2 separate regions of the Xenopus laevis genome follow, and region 1 is linked to region 2. The links are chromatin contacts, called in public Hi-C maps. All regions are on one chromosome and are shown on one strand. Each heading gives the region's core, a stretch centred on a gene start, on an enhancer-like site or on the middle of the called end of the contact. The rest is flanking DNA. Distances are from core to core; before and after follow the strand shown. Region 1 holds the start of celf5.S (CUGBP Elav-like family member 5 S homeolog). Region 2 overlaps celf5.S (CUGBP Elav-like family member 5 S homeolog).

Region 1 (6,848 bases), core at 1,765-4,264, 45 kb before region 2:
ATGAACTTTATCTGCAAGAGGCAGGACCTAAAACAAATTAATGTTCATCAGAACTTGTCGTTACTTTCATCCTTGCAGAAGTTGTATTTGTTGTATTAGGCAAGACTGCTCTGTGTGTCCCTGTAGGTTTGCACTAGCTTAGGAGGAATGCAGAAGGCAGAATCACATTGACCAATATCTGGTAATTCGATTTCATCTTGTCATTCCTACTTTGTTAATAAAGACTTACTCATCCCTTATTTTATATGGATTTTCACTCAGCTTGGATTTAACTGTAATGAGGAGGAGATTGGAAGTTCTTATAGATGTTGATTAACCATGATTTGTTTCGTTTTAGGGACTATTGCCTGTGGACAGGGCAATTGTTCCCTTTAGGTTTGATTAAATCTCTATGATCCCTGTGTTATTGTGCAGCTACACACAAGAGAATCCTGTTTGGGCGAAACAAATCAAACAAACCGGTCAATGGTCAGCAATGTTCAAAACCCCAAAAAAATTGTAGTAGTAAATCAGTAGAGTGTTTGTATGGGCATCACTTCTGTGGTGATCAAATCAACCATCCTGTAGGTCAGTTGAACAGATGGGTTCAATTCAGCCATCAACATGTGCAAATATCAGGTAGTACAGGAATCAGCTCTGGTGTGACTTAAATAGGGTATGGCACATGTTATTTTGACAGCCACAGAGAACTGTAATAGTCAAAACACTGTGCATATTTATCATCTCTTTAAATCATTGGTGTTTCTTAAAGGAGAAACAAACCCCTTATTAAAAAACCCTACCCCACACAAACCCCCCTCCCCCCAAGCTTAGCTGCTTCCCCGGGCAAATACCCCTGACTTTTTACTTACCCCTCGGTGTTGAACACTGCAGCCTGAAGTAAAGTTATCACCTTGCCTCATAGCAGTATCAGCACTGTTTCTAATTCATACAAATGGAGGATGCTGTGACTACGGCAGGACCACTGCAAGGTTAGCCCTGAGTGAATGTCTCTTTCTCATAATACAGGGACTATAGAATCAAATGTTTGTCTGTTATTCATTTATAGATATTCAAAAAAGAGAAGTGTCCTCTTTTTTGTTAATAAAAATTTAGTATTCTAGGATTTCACTGTGGCCTGAGTGGTTCCTTGTTAGTGTCTATCTCTATTTTTTAAATTGATATTGAGGATGTAAGATTGTGCTTGTGGGTTTCCACACGACTATTAGTAATTTGACTTTCAGTTTTTTTTCTGATCAAGACAAAAAGGACTAAAGCTCCCCATAGACGCGATGATTCTTCTCGCTGAACGACCGATTTTAGGGAAGCCCGACCAATCCTTCGAAATTATAGTGGTTAGTGGGATTCGAACGATCGTACATCTTACGATTTTTCGGCCGACATTTGTCAGGAAATTGATCAGCCAGGTCAAAAAATCTTTGTCGGTCCCAGTGCAATCTATCTATGTTTGCAGGGCCAAGCAGGCAGCTCCCCTTCGTTTTCCTGGCAAATTGGTCTTTTTAGTTAATGGTAAATTCGTACAATTGTACGATCGTTCTGAGAAGATCGTGGTCTCACGATCAGGATCTGATCTTTTAAAAATATCAACATCTATGGCCAGCTTAACAGGCAGGCTCTAGTCTAGGCATTGGGCCCAGTTTATAACATATAGTACCATACCTCCCAACATTTTGGAAGTAAAAAGAGAGACAAATTTTTTTTTTTCGCATGTAGCGCAGCAAAATTTTTGGCCATGCCCCTTTCTGTGGCCACACCCCCTACTTACCATGTTCATTTTACTAAATTTGGCAGGTTATGAAAGTTTGAAAATAATTCTCCTTATCTAAACTGTTTATGTGTGTCTCAAAATTGTTACAAAGTATCTTATTTGCACCTGTTAGGGCAAGGCCAGACATGGCGTTTTTGCAGCGTTTTTACGTTGCGTTTTTAAAAAAGAACAGCCAGGTGTAAATACGCATAAACTGCACTACCACTGAAACTAATGGAAATGCACTATGACAATTCCCACAGGGCGCTTGCAAGCTGAAATCCACCACAGGACGCCAGTATTGGCGCCAAAACGTCAAGAAACTACCAAATCAATAGACTCTATGGGATCTGCACGTTTGAAACCACACTTTATGTAAATACGCAGTGTATTTTAAATATGGCTTCCAAACAGGCCCGGACTGGCAATCTGTAGCCAGAGGGGCTGCCATAAGGTCTCAAACAAAGTCAGTAATTAGTGGGCTGGTGGGGGCTGTTTTGGCCACTGTGTGGGCTGATTGGGCCTCTGTGTACCTGTAATCCAGGGCCTATTTTAATTCTCAGTCCGGACCTGTGTCCAAATTCAATGAGATCAATGAGAAGTGCATGTTGGGAAAAGAATCCTACGTGCTGAAAAACGCATGCTGACGGTTGCATGTGGTTTCAGTGGCGTAGTTACGCCTGGCTGTTCTTTTTTAAAAATGCTTCGTAAAATCGCCGTAAAAACGCCATGTCTGGTCTTGCCCTTAGGTGTTCTGGGCTCTCTGCTAAAAGCCAATTAAGCCAATTTTCTGGCTGTTCAGTGCATAGAAAATAGGGATTTTCCAGTACAAATGAGGGACTCCAGGTTGAGCTGTCAAAAGAGGGACTGTTGGGACTTGGGAGATATGTTGTACAAATCTAAAGTGCAGCACTGAGGACTTTTTTGCCTAATACACTAAGGAGAAGGTAACTAGTCAGTGATGGCTGAATGCTATTGTTGTTAGGTCAGGTGCAAGAGAATAGAAAAATAGATAGATGGATAGATGTAGCTTTAGTTACTGACAGAACCAAATCTTGAAAACTCACGGCGTGAAAGTTTGTAAGAGTTCACCTCCTCTCTTCACCTCACTCACACGGCCTCTTCCAGAGGGAGCCCAGCAGTTCCTTAAACTGCCAACAGGGTGCGCCAACGTGCAGCGCTGCGCGGTGTTTGCTTTTGCCGGAGCTCAGTTTCCAGCTGAGAGCTCTGCCTGTGTGACTGATCCAGCCTACCGAGGGGCTGGAGATGGCCAGACTGACGGAGAGAGAGGCGAGGAGGCAGCAGCAGCATCCCCCGCAGCAGCAGCAGCCCCGAGCCTGCCCCATGAGCGGCCCCGAGTCCCCTGCTCAACAATCAGACAGTATGAAGGACCTGGACGCCATCAAATTGTTCGTGGGGCAGATTCCTCGTAACCTGGAGGAGAAAGACTTGAAGCCTTTGTTCGAGCAGTTCGGCAAAATCTACGAGCTAACGGTGCTGAAAGACCGCTATACAGGCATGCACAAGGGTGAGTAGCACGGTGTCATGCCCAGGGAGCATCTGCAAAATATTCTACAGTGCCCAAGTGCCTTCCTATTATTCCATACATGGCAGCAGTAACATTCCTTCTCTGCTGTTCAGGGACTGGTGTGTGTGAGTGCCAGCCTATAAGCTACCCCATGGCACTAGCACAACATTCTCCCTCTACAGTGTTTGTGTGCAAACCTATAACCCCATGGCAACAGGGAACCATTGTCTCCTTACTGAACAGGTGCATGCTTCTGGGTGTGTTACCCTGTCAGTACAACATTCCTCTTCTACACCAGCTTGCCCATGGGGATGTGCCAGCATTTTATCATTACACCCCCCCTTTTTTGTAGAGAAGCATGGGAATTTTTTTAGACATATATTATCTGTACAACAATGTACCTTACTGAGCAGTGTCATGGCCACAGGTGAGTGTTTGCCCTATAGTATGTGCAAGCATTCCCTCTCTTATTCATGGGACCTTGCCAGCACTTAGTCCAGCCTATTATACCCTAGCACCCATACATTCTGTACAGGGACATGCTCAGTGGTGTGCTAGCCTATTACTTAATTGTTTTAGTACAAAATTCTGCTTCTGGATTGTAGCTTTTTTGGGAGAGTATAGCCAGTTACCTCACTGCATCAGTATAACATTCTTACTCTGTGTGCCGATGGATTTGCAAAGCATTTTCACTTATTAGTAAAGCAGTATAAAAAAAGTGATTATTATTCATCATATCACATTATGTTGTTCAGGGGGAATACAATGGAGCGGGAACCAACCCATCATTTCTATCTCACAGCCATGCAATATGCCAGTGTTCCTAGGGCTTACACAGCCAGTAATCAGTACTGTGCAATAGGCAGGGCTCCAACTTGTGGCCCTCAGCTATTTTAGCTCAATGATTGTTGGACAACCTTGTCCTAAACTGATTCCCTCTCCATCAAAAGCCAAACTAATTTTATGTATTCTCTATACAGAGGAATACGTAGGTAAGTAGCAGATTCCTTTTCCTTCCACCCCCCAAAAACAACATCTGCCAGTTTCTACTTCCTAGTTTAGGATTACCCATAAGGACATGATGAGAGCTGGGTACTACTGTTCTGTGCAACAAACAGGTCGGGGGCAGGTAAATAAAGGATCCAGTTGGGCCCTTGTGCAAAACATATCTTCTTCCTAATGATTTGAGGGGCTCCAAAATGATTTTGCTGGTGGTACCTTAAACGTTTAGTTACACCACTGTTCAGAAGTGTGCCTTATTTTTTTTTTCTATAGAGACTTTGTTCCTTAACCTACATACGGTACTCTAAGTGGGCACCTAGTAAATAGCATCTTGTCCAGCTTTCATAATATGCACTTATCAACTAATAGTAGGCATAAGTGGGGCACCCTAACCCATATCACCTTCTACTCTTAATTTTCTTTCTAATCTTATGTTTATCATCTCCACTGATACCTTATACACAAGTTTTCTCTGTTAGAACATACTAGCACGCAAATTTAAATACATACATACATAAACTCCTCCAGGCTCCATCACACGATTCTTCTACTATTCTGTGCATTCTTCCTTCTATATGCCATGTCACCATCAATTAACTGAAGAGTTCTCTTGTCTGTGCCCTGCTCTTCCACATTCTACCCATTTTAATTTGCTCAGCCCCCCGCCCGAACCTAAGCTTTTCTCTTCTAGGTTATCTTACACATGTTCTTATATTCCAGTCCCATAAAATAACGATGTTCTATATTAATATTCATAGAATTCAGTCATATAGGTTTAACACACAGATTTAAACACAGATTTAATGTCAGTTCACACGGATGTATAATTCATATGCTATCTAACTTATTCCCAAATAATACTCTGCACCCCTTACTCATTCGTACTAAACTGAATGCCCCTTTTCACTCTCACATTATATTCTCATACAGTATTATAGTCTCTGTATTTTTGTCTTTTTTCAATCGCCTGTAGCACACTTAAAAAATGCAAACTGCATTTTTACTATTCTGTCTTACTTTATATCCCTCTTTCACATATGCATAATTTAGTCATCATTTTCACTTAACAAAGTATATTATTCTATTCTCTCTTATATTCTACATGCTCTTATATTCCAGTCCCAGCACACAATTATGTTCTCTATTGATATTCACTTAAAGAATTCAACCTCATAGGTCTAACACACAGATTTCATGACTAATTGTTCACGTGGATTTATAATTCCCATGATGTTTAACGTATTCCCAAATAGTATTCTGCACCATTACTCGCTTATGTACTAAACTGAATGCCCCTTTTCACTCTCACTGTATTTTTGTATTTTTTTAAATAACCTGTACCACACTTAAAAAATCCAAGTTGCATTTTTACTATACTGTCTTTCCCTTCTCATTCACACATGAACTGCTACTAATTATTAGTTATTACTCTTAATAAATGTGCATTGGAGTATTTATGGAGGAATGAGCTCTCTCATCCAAGGCTCCTTTCTTTTCTGTTTTTTCTTTCTAATGACTTTCTACACACACCACCCCTCTGTCCTGTAGTAGGTTGGGTCCCTGTGGAATACTCTCAAAGCAGTCAGTAGTATTCAGTCAGAATATCCCTTATCTCCAGATCTTGCAGGTGGTTTGTATGCACACTTTAGATGCAGGTGGGTAGTTGTAGACAGGCATTTGGGAGGTGAGAAAAGGACTTTATCCTGGCAGAAACAGACCTCCGCATTGTGTCACTTTCTGCTTACATATGCCAGAGCCAGGGCAGGTGTACCAGGATAGGGACAAGAATGCAGGTAAATAGGTCCATATCAGTAGTAATTGGATATGGATTGGGTGTGGGTCTTCAAAAACAGACCTGTGCAGGTCTCTACACTCAGTGTTCACGTGTTCTTATTTTATGTATATCTTGTTTACATTTGTCTATTTTACCTTCTCATTTTTTCAGTCATCTTACAGTCATTTTACATCCTAGTGCCATTTTCAGTCCATTGTTCTTTCTTCCTGCTGCAAACCTTAGAATTTTTTTCTGCGTCTACCATCGTTTCATCAATGTACCCTAGCTCCACCCTCATATTTTGCTTAGTCATTTTGTGTTTGGTTGTTTCATTTACTTTTGGATCCCTTTTCCACTTCCCATCCTAAGCACCCTTCATACTGCATTTATTCTTTTTCACTCTATATTATTTCCTTGCCCCTGACTATTCTCTCAATTTTGCCACATTCTGAGCTCTTCCAGGTTAGTTTGTTTTTTTTTGTGAGGGGATTCTCCATTTCTCATTTACCTATCTACATCCATACACATTATGTATGCTGGCATCTCAACCTTCCCTTGCCTCTTCTCCCACAAAAGCTTTTCCATCGCTCATTATATTTACTCTTTTCTATACTCTACTCTACACCCTATCCTCTACTGTTCCAATTTTTGTATTCCTTCTTTAAATCTTATCCCTCTTTGAATCTCTCTAAACACCACATGAAATCCGTAGTCTCTAATTAAACCCATTACACTTGCATCTTCTCCAGTCCATATCATATTATATGTAGAAATTATTTTTGGCTGGCAGGGACTAG
Region 2 (6,789 bases), core at 3,869-6,368:
CCATGCCAGTATACTCCTAATCAATATCCATTGTCCCTGAATTGCCTTGTTTAGCACTGTCTCCCTTACAATTTTGGCAGCAGTTTTCCCAAAAACCCTCCCTGCGGTATCCATCCTATTGCCATGGCACACCGCGTGCCGGCACAGTCTGCATCCATGGAAACCAGATGCAGCTTCCAGCTTCAGACTCAATGTTCATGGTTGCTTGCCGGCATGTTAAATTGCCAGAGGGTGAAGAGAAAGAAGCTGTTGCAGGGGGAGATGGGGAGTGTGCAACAGAGCGTGCAAGATGGGAGGGGGGGGCTGCTCTATGCAGGGTGTGGGGCGTCATCAGCTGTGTGCAGTGTGTCAGTGCATTATAATGGAATGCTTAGAGGGTCACTGACATGTTTTTAATTGCATGTGTCTGTCACTTTGGGTGTTTACACATGCATGTCTTCCCTGTATAACTCCCTTCTGTTCTATGCGTGTGTATCATTGCACACGTACAAAGCATGCATATTAGTCCCACATGCTACAGTATCTATGAATGTAAGGGCCATGTCTTTTAATATTTAAATGTGTGTCACATTTGCCATTTATAGCACTGTGTGCATAGTGTGTACCTTATTTCAGAGTGCATAGTGTGTACCTTATTTCAGAGTACATGCTCTTTTCAATAAACCTTTTCCAGTGCCTTTCAAAATTCTCCTTTAAATTGGTATAATTAAAAAAAGAGCTCTGAATGGTGCACTAAAAATAATGAACTGCAAACCGGTATACATTTTACTGTGCAGTAATAAATAATACCAACCAATTAAAATGTTTCCTGTTATTGTTATTTGTTTAGCAGCAAGCTATTTGATGATTGGTTGCTATGTACTACTACTTCAATGAGAGACAGCCCGCATTTTAGCCTATTTTCAGCCAGATGTTGGTTAGGGAGGGTTCCATATTTGGGCAGACAACAGGCTACAGGCTCAGTCTGAAGGGGCCAAATCGGCAGCTTAAATCAGAGCAAACGTGATTTTTCTTTAAAGTGTAATATGCACCAGGTTGAATTCATCAAACAAAATTTTGCTTTGGAGTAGTAGTAGCTCATAAAAAATCAGCAACAAGCTCTGGCTTAAGTGTAGCAAAGTTGCCTATTTATTGGCAGATATCCTGAACAAAATGACATATGACCAACAAGTGCAAAGTTCCAAAACAATTGTGCTTTCAAGTTCAATACCAGATCAATCACGATCAGATATTAAATGGAATGCGGAAAAAAATCTCATGGGATCCATAGCCAGCATCATTTTATAGCCCCTCTTGTAACCCAAAGGAATAACATTCAGTCAATAGGTCACATTAGTGGACACACTGGTGAGAAATCAACTTGTTTGGTGATGCAGTCAAACAAGCAGCTCTATATATGCTTGTCCCGCAAGACAAAGGCAGTGTTTCCCAAAGTCGAAGTTGAATCCCCCAGTCCAGAGCATTGGCTTAGGGAGCCTAGCCTGAGTGAAGGCCAGTTAGGGTAGATTTATGCAGAAGTCTATTTGCTCTCTCAGATACTGCAGGAAGCCTAGACTGAAAGCCATTTCAGTTAATATCTTGGTGTAAATGCATATTTGGACTCTAGACAGCTGAATGGCTGGACTAAGGAGAGCAAAAATTATGATTATGCTGTGGAGTTCTAATTTACATGCATTTTATGCATATGTGTATAAACTTATATACTGTATTTCCCCTATCACGATCTCCATAGAACAGCACCTGCAAGAGCACCATTAGCATAGCAGAAAGACACAACAGAAAGACACAATATGGCAACACAGTATTGAATAATTTTATACACGCAATAAGCTGTCTTTATAGGTTGCTTTCACGTTAAAGAAATATTTAAAAGGTATACTTGTACTTAAAGGGATACTGTCATGGGAAAAATTCTTTTGAGAAATGGATTTCAGTGCAGAATTCAGCTGGAGTAGCACTATTAACTGATTCATTTTGAAAAAATGTTTTTTTCCCATGACAGTATCCCTTTAAGTTAATATGTTTGTCTTGTGTGTGTCTAGATTGTGAATAGCTATGTGTCATGATATGGCAAGGAATAGGTCCCATGGAAGTGTGCAAGGTTGTATGGATTAAAGGTGTACATGAGGGCACGGGTAAAATGCCTTTTAAAGTAAGATGTGTGCATGAGAGTATAAAAATTAAATAAAACAATATAAATAATAATAATAAAATCCTAAAGTAGCAAAGCTCAATTTTTAAAAACATTAATTCAATAAAGAATTCAATGAAGAAAAAAAGTGTTCAAGAGGGTACAGATAAAAGTTCATTAAAGGTGGAGGTGTACATGAAGTCACTGGTCTTTTTTAAGTAAGCTGCTCACCTGGCCTCATCTTGATGGAGTATTTTACAGAGCTAGCACACTGCTGAATTTAGAATTCAGATGTTAATATGCCATGGTTTAATGAATCGTGGACTATTCACATGTATGTATAAGCTACCCTGTCAAACTCAGTTCTGGTGTTGTGAATTATACACATTCTGTAGTGTGGAGCCCTTCTAAGCTCCTAGAATGTGATAAAATTAAGTGATATGCAGAGTTGATCTTACCTCCTACTTGGGTCACAGGTGATCGCAAGCTATTTGTGGGGATGCTTAGCAAACAGCAGTCTGAAGAGGAGGTGACCAGCATGTTCCAGGCTTTCGGGTCAATCGAGGAATGTTCTGTACTACGAGGTCCTGATGGGAGCAGCAAGGGTGAGGCAAAGAAACAACCTCAGCAATTTGCACATCTTATATAAATATCTGTTAGAAAGATAACAATACTATGTACTGAACTTTAATGCTGTGAGAAGGCTACCAACATAAATTTATTTAAAGATCTTTCCAGGTGCTTTAAGCAAGTTGGTTAAACAGTTGAAATACTGCAATAAAAAATACATAGAACAATTTTATTTAATTTAGACTTTTGCCAATCTTTAACATTTTTTGCTGGGGTTCTGCAGGACCTGGGTTGCCAAAGTTGCTGGTCTCCTATTTGCTTATCTCCTGACTCCGAGATAAAATACTCTCAGGTAGTTATTAAGGGGATGGACAAGTCACCTTTGTACAATATGTTTTTGACTCACTGCTGTACCGTCTATGTACTTTCTCTCTTTTAGGGTGTGCTTTTGTCAAATTCTCATCCCATGCAGAGGCACAAGCAGCAATACAAGCACTTCATGGTAGTCAGACTATGCCTGTGAGTGTGGCGCTTTTACTGTTTTTATGTCTTTAAGTTTATCAAATATATGTAACATAAGTTTATAGACTTACAAAGCTTACAAACTATAAATCCTGGGTTTTTGCATTATCTTCTTCTCTACCCAAGGGGGCCTCATCCAGCCTGGTTGTCAAGTTTGCTGACACAGACAAGGAAAGAACACTGCGGCGTATGCAACAAATGGTTGGTCAGCTGGGAATCTTCACACCTTCCTTGGCACTTCCCATTAGCCCATACAGTGCATATGCACAAGCGGTGAGTATACTTGCCTATTAAATTTACATTAAAAAGGAGACAGCTAGATGCAGCGTTCAGTAACTGAAATTATGCCAGGTAGACTATTATGTGTTATAGACCTTCCATTTTTGAGAAGACATTTAATTCCAAAATCTCCCTTAAATCTATGAAGGTGGGTAGAAAAATGGAATAAAAGGAGATAGAAAGAGGCGAAGAAGAATTATATATAACAAGAATACCAAGTTGGGTATGAAAAAATGTATGTGGACGTGGAAATCATCAAAGGAAAAAAGAGCCTGTGTAAAATGGGGATTTGAGTGAAGAGACATCCTTTAAAGAAGAATTTGCTGAGAATATTGAAGAAGCTGAGAAAGCTGAATGACTGAGCTAAGAGCTGTATTGCACATACCTTGGAATTAAGAGTGATGGAATAGATAATGGGGACAGCTACAGTTAAGACGATACAAAGATAGAGGGTGAAAACAGGAAATAATTTTCTAGGTAGCATAGGAAACAGGAAATTAAACTAACATAAACTCAGTAAAGACAGACTACATTGGGGATGGAGCATGGTGGACTTGAAAACAGAAAAAGATGGGTCTAAATGTAATGGAGATGGAGGTATCCTGCAGAGTGGGAACAAGCGGTAGCAGCAGAGGAAACCTACCTAGGGTAATTTTTGGTAAAGGGAGAGGTCAATTGCAGAAAATAATAATTGTGATTTATTGCTGTTTTAGTATCCAAATCTAAATAACTGTAATATCAATATTCATAATGATGCACAATTTCACAGCAGTACTATGTCCATCCATGGCACTTAAAACCATTCATTTTAAGTCCTGTATGCTATTCATGGATTTGCCTCTACCTGAACATATCTATCATATTAGTAATCAAATCTAGCCAGCACCTTCACAAAATCATTACTACTATATCCATGGCGATTGAAATCATTCTCTTTGAATCCATATGTGCTTTACACAATTGATTTTCACCTGAACACCCCTCTAATAATATTAATAATCTATTCTGACAAAGCTCCAGTTGGCTTGTGGTTATCTTGTCATGGGGAGGGGGGGTTAAGCTTTTGGCAAAGTAGATAACTAAAGATGGATTACAGTCAATGAAGGCAAATAGCTGGGCACGGTGGTCACTCTGGTCAGTTTAAGAATAACAACATAATCTGAGTGGCTCATTGTTATACTAGTTCCATATTTCTTCTCACACTTCTTAAGTTGTGCCCTAATGCAATCCAAAGCCAAACTTCAGGAGGAAGTTCAAACGGACTAGAACACATGAAAATTAACAAATCTCCAGGAGATGATAATATTCACATCAGGTTACTACAAGCAGGGATGTGTTTAGTTCTGTTGCTGCCCTAGGCACTTGACACAGGCCACCCCCTTCCCGGCATATGAAAAGATGGTCTTGCTGTTCTGCTTATGTGCCAAATACAGAATATCTAGGTCAGGTCTGGACTGAGATTCAAAATAGGCCCTGGCATTTCAGGTACCCATAGGCCCAAACAGCCCCCACCAGCCCAATACATAGTGACGGGCTATGGCAACTTACAGCATCCCCTCTGGCATTTGCCAGAACCCATAGATTGCCAGTGTGGGCCTGATCGAGGTTTCTCACCACCACCCTCAGCTCTGCTGCCAGATTTAGCTGCAAGTATCTCTTTTTTTTCTTTGCACTTTTTCTTATTTAGCGTATAGGCACCCCACCTAACGTTGCTGCCCTAGACATGGGCCTTTGGGTGCTTATATGGTAAATGTGGCCCTAACTATAACCGCTCAAAACACTGTGATTGCCAAACCACTTAATTTTTCAGGATTTGGTGTTTAGCTTGGTGCTGAGAGATTGGCAAATGCCATTATTTAGAAAGGTTCTAACCCAGGAACTATAGGCCTGACATCACTGTTAGAAAATCTTTCAGAGGGGGGTAAGGGATAACATAGAAGAATATAATTCTAATCACAATACTAATAAGTTTGCGCCAGTATGGTTTTACATGCAATAAAGGTTTACCAGATAATTTTATTTTCCTTCTATGAGGAGTTGAGTAGAAACATTGGCATTGGATTGGCAGTTGATGTGCTCTATTTAGATTTTGCTAAAGCATTTGATGTAGTACCACAATAAAAGTTACATGATAAAAGAACTGGCTGAAGGATAGCTTATCACAAGTGGTGGTAAAATGAACATTTTTTTTAACTGGACTAGTGTTGTTAGTGGAGAACCACAAAACTCTGTCCTTGGTCCTTTTAACCTGTTTATTAATAACCTGAAAGTTGGCATTACAAATATATTCTCTGTGTTGCTGATGATGCTACATTTTGCAAATCCATAAATTCCATGCAGGATGCTGCTACTTTGTAGATAGATTTTAATAAAATGAAAACTGGGCAGCAAATTGCAAATGAGAGTTCAGTATTGATATATGCAAGGCTAATTACTTGGGCAGAGATGACATAAATGTTAGTTATAGCATACCTCCCAACTGTTCCGTTTTTGACAGCTCAGCTCGCAATCTCTGCTTGTTTCTCTTTGATCTCCTGCACTGATGCCAGAAAAGGATACAACGTTTCTAAATCTTAATTAAAATTAAAATAAGAGGCTTTTTGGCAGAGAGCCTAGAACACTCAGCACGATTACTTAGATACATCTGTAACAATTTGTTTACAATTTTTGTAAAATAGACATGGTAATTAGGGGGTGTGTTCATAAAATGGGTGTAGTCAACTTCGGAAAATGAATCTCTCCGAGTGCCATCCCGCTGGCGATTTGCATTTTAGCCTGAAAGGAAGGCAGGGGAGGCAGTTCGGGGAGATTAGTCGCCCGGCGACAAATCTCCTCTTCTTTGGGGCGACTAATCTCCCCGAACTGCCTCCCCTGCCTTCCTTTCAGGCTAAAATGCAAATCGCCAGCGGGATGGCACTCGGAGAGATTCATTTTCCGAAGTTGACTACACCCATTTTAGCTCCAATTTCCCTCTTAGGGTCAGGGCACACAGGCAAGATTCAGGGAGATTAGTCGCCCGGCGACAAATCTCCTCTTCTTTGGGGCGACTAATCTCCCTGAATCTTGCCTGTGTGCCCTGACCCTAAGAGGGAAATTGGAGCTAAAACGACACAAAAGCAAATGGGAAATATGTAGATGGAATATGGCACTGCTTTTAGAAGAGGCTATGAAGTTTGTACAGTTATGTTTGAATTAGGAATGTGGGGCACGGTCCACTGTTTTCAAGGAATTAAGTAAAGGGAAGGAGAATGTATAGAAGCTAAGAGTAATAACAAGTGACCACAAGA

Evidence for each region. A called contact is a pair of places that touch in the nucleus more often than the background predicts.
Region 1: a Hi-C map of the XTC cell line shows a contact between it and region 2, with 2.4 times the contacts expected there. The contact joins the promoter of celf5.S here to the enhancer-like site in region 2. A contact is called at or near these places in 2 of 4 Hi-C or Micro-C datasets (the XL177 cell line and the XTC cell line).

What each region holds. Positions count from the first base shown.
Region 1 is chr1S:103,636,949-103,643,796 of Xenopus_laevis_v10.1, reverse strand. It overlaps celf5.S (CUGBP Elav-like family member 5 S homeolog), which reads left to right and starts at 3,014. Exons shown (of 12, transcript NM_001137584.1): 1 at 3,014-3,275. The coding sequence starts at 3,014.
Region 2 is chr1S:103,593,625-103,600,413 of Xenopus_laevis_v10.1, reverse strand. It overlaps celf5.S (CUGBP Elav-like family member 5 S homeolog), which reads left to right. Exons shown (of 12, transcript NM_001137584.1): 4 at 2,608-2,736; 5 at 3,141-3,220; 6 at 3,350-3,496. Among protein-coding and RNA genes, the nearest start is that of celf5.S, 44 kb to the left of the region's middle. Within about 2 kb of position 5,118, at least 1 of the 7 cell types and tissues checked has an H3K27ac peak or open chromatin away from gene starts, as enhancers often do.